2 separate regions of the Gossypium hirsutum genome follow, and region 2 is linked to region 1. A link is a contact called in public Hi-C data. All regions are on one chromosome and are shown on one strand. The core of a region is the stretch at or near the end of the contact, and the rest is flanking DNA. Distances in the headings are between cores, read along the strand shown.

Region 1 (2,816 bases), core at 147-2,646:
ATTGTATAATTATAATTTGTACTACAAATATGACATAACAAATTACGATATAATTACATTTTATCGACCAAATACATATAAAAAATTATAATTAAACCCTCATTCAACTATTCTGTACATATTTAAATATGCAAAAAAAAAAAGTCCCTAATTAATTTTACATGAGAACAATTTTACTCATTTAAGTTGTTTTGTACATATAAAATCAAGTTTGACTAATTTAGGAATTTCTTTTGATAGAATACTAAGTTACGAATTTCAAATTTGTTTTCATCTTTTACTGTAAATAGTTTTTTTTTTTTTTTTGGAATAAGGAAAGCATGAATACTAGTCTAGGATGAGTCCTTGGACCAAAAAGTTTTGCTTTATTTTCTTGGTCTTTTTATTCTATTTTGCTTTTTAATTTCCTGTTGATCACAGAAATAAAATCTGGAAAATGAATGGAGGAGGAAAGCCCACAATAAAATTCAAAATTTTTTTATAATTTTTATTAATAAAAAGCAATACATTAGAAATTCTAAAACCATTTATCTGGCCTATTCATAAATTATTTTTAATTGATACCTAACTATACCTCTAAAATTTAATAAAACATCTTAATTTCTAACCGTAATGAGACCAAGAGTTTCACTTTTCATTTCGTATTTTAATTACTGTTTCTTTTTTCCACCAATCATCTAATTTTCAGTTAAGTTGTCAAAATAATTTGAAAAACACGCAAAATTAAATTAAAGAACAGTCAACTAAAGACGACATCCACACGCAATTTGAAAATAATTACCACACGTGTCAATAAAGTACAGCGCGTGCCATTAACGAGCACATTCAAGAGTGTTGAAATTGTAAAAAAAAAACGTCAACACCCGTATCTTTGTCGTATAAGATTAGAAGTGCAAGAAAAGGTCGATATTTCTTGAAAGTCCCTGTTTTATACCATTTTTCATTTTTAGTCCTTCTATTGTAAATTGATCCTTTCTGATCCTATATTTTCGAAATAGGTGGTTATTTTTTGTTAATTTTGTCAGATACTTTGGAATGGTTTAATTTTAAAAAAATATGATGATTTGGCATATAAATTTTGATATTTTTTATATGGTAACAATTTTTTTACACGTTTAAAGAAAAGAGAAAACTGTATAATATTTATCCAAAACTAAAATAAAAAATGCAAAAGTATATATGCTGCAGCACATATATTTTAAAAAATAATCCAAGTGAAATTATTTAATAAAATTAACAAATACACATTTTGAAAAAGCAAAGAGGTTAAAAATGAGCAAATTTTAGCACATAAACTAAATTTCCCGAAATGTTACAGGGACTTTCGTGAAATTTAACCAAAAGGGAAAGTTGGAAACTGATAATTAAATTTAAGCAGTGAATCCCTTCTTATTTCGTTTTGATTTTCTTTAATTTTTCTTCATCATCTTCCAAAAAAAAAAAATTTCATTTTACTCGTTTTAGACGGCTCTCTAATATTCTCTCGGTCAACTGTATTTTATTTCTAATTTTTTAAATTAATCTCCTTCTCTCCTAAGTTTCATAGATGCTATCATATACAGTCCTTTCAAGCTTCCTTTCACTTTCCTAACAGAGCTTTCAGCTTTTAAAACAGAGGTCAGTTGTTGTTAATCTCTTTAAATTCCCTTAAATCCTTTTCTTCTTGTTCGATTATTTTATTTTATTTTTATTGTGTATTCAGGGTTTTTTCTACTCTTGATATCTGATTGTTGGGTGTTCTTTGAAACCTGAAAAAAGTAAGTTGATTCTTCCTTTTCTTTCTTCAAACTTAAAAAAAAATTGACGCTTTTCATAGAGGAAAGTTTTTGCTATAAGTTTCTTAAATAACCAAAAAAAAAAAACCCAGTAATTGTTTCCCAGAAGGAAACATAGACTGAGCTTTTATCTTGTAAAAGGATCAAAAAGATTCTGTGTGTGTATATATATATTCTGATGTGAACCAAAAGTATGGTATCTTTCTCTCAGAATCTTGCTTTAGTATGAGAAAAAAATTCATGGAATTATTTCCCCTTTTTAATCTCTGGCTGGAATCTCAACTTTCGTTTTTCATAATTTTACATGATAAAATTACAGATTATATACTGCTTGGTTGGCAAGAATTTGGATAATTTAAATTGAAAAAAATAGTTATTTATATATAACAAAATTCATTGCAGTTTCATGCTAGTTCTCATTATACTGGGTTCTTGTTGTTTTCATTTGTTGTGTTTTGCGCCTTTTTGCATTTTCAGTGCTCAAATCCTTTCGATATTGCTTGCTTTTTTGTTCATGGAGGGACTGAAATTCATCTTTTTATTTCAGGTATTATTTTGATCGACTCCAATTACCGATAGTCAATAAAGTGATTTCCGGTTCCGCTTTGATTGATACAAACTATGAGTAGTCTCAAGTTGGGGGTGGAGGTGGTGGGGGCGCATGACCTGTTAGCCAAAGATGGACGGGGATCATTCTGTCCCTTTGTGGAGCTCGAGTTTGATGGCCAGAGATGCCGGACCACTACTAAAGAGAAAGATCTCAGTCCGGTATGGAACGAGAGTTTCTATTTCAACGTATCGGATCCAAACAAGTTGTCCAGCCTCCCACTTGAAGCTTTTGTTTACAACCATAACAAAGCAAACAACGCGAAGACTTGTCTTGGGAAGGTTCGACTCACTGCACCATCGTTCGTGAATTACTCGGATGCGGTTGTTTTGCACTACCCTCTTGAGAAACGAAGCATTCTCTCCCGTGCGAAAGGAGAGCTTGGTTTGAAAGTGTTTGTTACTGATGATCCTACGATAAAACCCTCGAATCCA
Region 2 (2,816 bases), core at 205-2,704, 260 kb after region 1:
AACAATAGTTCCAGCACAGAAACAGGAATCATACCATGTTCCTAACTAAATATGACAACGAACAGTAGGAACATCCCAGTATATTTCATATGAGGGGAAGAATTTGATACCAACCCGACAATGATCATCTGTCAATGGTTGATTGGATCTTATAATTTGATGAAGATCAGTGTCCATCAGTTCATAAACGAGGTAAACATCATTAAAGTTCTCCCACTGTGGAGGCCGTATGATGTCCTTGATGGCAACCACCTGAAGAAAAACAAACAATCAGCATTAACTACTTAGTAATTTGAAGTAGGCATTCCTAGTTAGATTGAAGGTTTACGCACAACATCATAAGATTGGCCCTAGCTTAATGGTTAAAAGTTATTAGGGTAAAACTCAAATAAACTTAAAGGTTAGCCAAATTCCTATAATTAGACAAAATTAGGACAACAAATGTGGGTATTGTTTTTGTCTCCTTTTTTAAGGATGGTCAAAGGCTTACTTGATGGGAAGAAAGGACCTGTTTCATTTCTGCTAATCGTTTAGATGGCAACAGCAACCGGACCCCTGAAGCATGCAAGGAGCCTAATAACTAGGGGGTCTATTGATCTAAACAACATTATCGAAACATCCATCAAAGAGGTGAAAATGCAGAGTATCGAGCTAGCAGGAACTTACATTTTCGTGATCCATGTGACGAAGAAGCTTGATCTCTCGCAATGTCCTTTTGGCATCGATCCGGTTGTCAAATGCATTACCGATTTTCTTGATAGCAACCTCCTCCTGTGTCTCTGAATTCACAGCAGCACTAACAGAAATGGGGGAGCAAATCACATCTCAGCTTCACATTATGAATAATATAATAATACACCGGTGAGCCTAATAAACAGAATGGTCACTTTCGTTAAATATCCTCAACCAGGAAGTTCGGCCTGGAGCCATTCACTTCAATTAGACCCTAAAATTGGCAACCTTAATTTCCTTTAAAAGCAATCACACTGCAAAATTCAGCTAAAGATATGCTAAATGAGAGCCACACTAAAAGTGTCACTCTCAATCCTGTCAATCATCAAAATTCACCATGAAAAAGGAAAAAAAATTATCAATCTACAAATACAAGCCTTAATATTTACTAAAATCCCATAAAAAAGAAACTAAAAAACTGTCATGTAGAGCATCGAGACTGGGACAAACCAAAACTGGAAATCAATCAAAACAGGGAGTTTTAAGGGAAAAAAAATTCGAAAAAAAAATAAAGGGAGCAAAAAGCGGAAAAAACCTTACCAGACAATACCATAAGCACCACGGCCGATGGGGCGAAGAGGAGCAACATATTTTGAGGGAACTTCGAAGAGGTTACCATAAACGTTGTACTGAACATAGCGTCCACCATGAGTTGGTATACCTTTGATGCTTTGATCCCCTGGCCCCATTGACATGTTTCCTGGATATAACCCGAACCCAACTCAGAACCCGAATTGAAAGAAAGATTTTTATGGTGTAATGTTAATAACAGCTGAAATTCAGAGACAGGAAAAAGTGAAGAAATGAGGGTTACAATTTGGGAGAGCGCGTAGGTAAGTATATTGGAAGATGAGTGTGAACCTTTTGAAGTAGAAAAGCTTGAAAGTTCCGTGAAGATTCCCACTTGTTTTGTTCTTTTCTTTTATACAACTTGGCTTTATTTTTCTATCCTGATGGCTTTTTCCAGGAAAAAAGGGTTTACAGTTCAAAGAAATTGCCTGTTGGAAGTCGTTTCTGGAAAAAGAGATGACTTTCCTGTTTCATGTGGTCAAAGTTATTGTTATTCTCCTGTCCGTACTGTTGGTTAAGCTTAACCAATCAAGAAGCTGAGATTTATGTTAGAAACTAGATGAAGAAAATATTTTCCATTTGCAGCTGCAGGCCCATTCTCCACTTCTTTCATTTCTCACATTTTAATCTTATACTTATTTCTTAATTTATCATTTTTATTTTATTTAAAAAATTGTTCTTAAAACTTAAATGGTGGCTTTTTAATTCAAAAATAATCTTCTTTTCTATAAATTAATAACAAAAAAAATTGATATAATTCAAAGTCTAATTTGAAGACAATTATTGCACTGGGTCCAGTCCCACCGTTTAATCCGGTAGATGGACACGTGATGGCGGCGCCACTAACAATTGCAGGCATGTGAAGCTAATTGATTCCCAGACATGCCAATGTACCGTCTTTCCTTTTCCTGAATTCTGATCTTACAAACACTTGGAGATTACCCTGAATTCTAATTTAGATGTATTTTTAAGATCCAATTTGCATCAGAATCAGAGTCAAACAAATATTTGTTCAAGTCTTGCAAGTCAATAGTCAAACTTCCCTTTTTACATATTTAGTAATACACCAGCACAACTTATGTCAAATTTTAAGTTAATTTCTTTCTCAAAAATGGATTTAAAATTTTATCTAAATCCGATTCAAATAAAAAATACTAAACTCAAACTTGATTTAGTTAGTCGTATTAATTTTTTATATAAAAATAAATTTAAAAAATATAATATATTAAATATACTAAAACATTAAAATAAATGTTTCTACAAATTAAAAATATATTTTTAAAAAAAAGTCTCTATACTTAACAACACTAATATAAATAGTAGCAAAATTAACAATAAGAATAATACAATATTCAAACAATAATAATAACATAGTAACAATATAATAGCAAAATTGTAACAAAACAACAGCAGAAAAAAAAAATTTAAACTGATCAGGTCGAGGCCAGGCCATAAAATCTTATCTGAGACTTGGCCCATTTAAAAAACCAACCTCTTTTTTTGTCCAAACCCAT

The links. A called contact is a pair of places that touch in the nucleus more often than the background predicts.
Region 2: a contact with region 1 is called in a Hi-C map of leaf, with 5 times the contacts expected there. The contact joins the promoter of LOC107900875 here to the promoter of LOC107900891 in region 1. A contact is called at or near these places in 2 of 34 Hi-C or Micro-C datasets (callus and leaf).

The regions. Positions count from the first base shown.
Region 1 is chrD08:50,899,554-50,902,369 of Gossypium_hirsutum_v2.1, forward strand. LOC107900891 (FT-interacting protein 3) reads left to right here and starts at 1,397. Exons shown (of 2, transcript XM_016826653.2): 1 at 1,397-1,617; 2 at 2,323-2,816. The coding sequence starts at 2,397.
Region 2 is chrD08:51,156,107-51,158,922 of Gossypium_hirsutum_v2.1, forward strand. It overlaps LOC107900875 (mitogen-activated protein kinase homolog MMK2-like), which reads right to left and starts at 1,455. Exons shown (of 6, transcript NM_001326893.1): 1 at 1,273-1,455; 2 at 667-796; 3 at 115-252. The coding sequence starts at 1,427.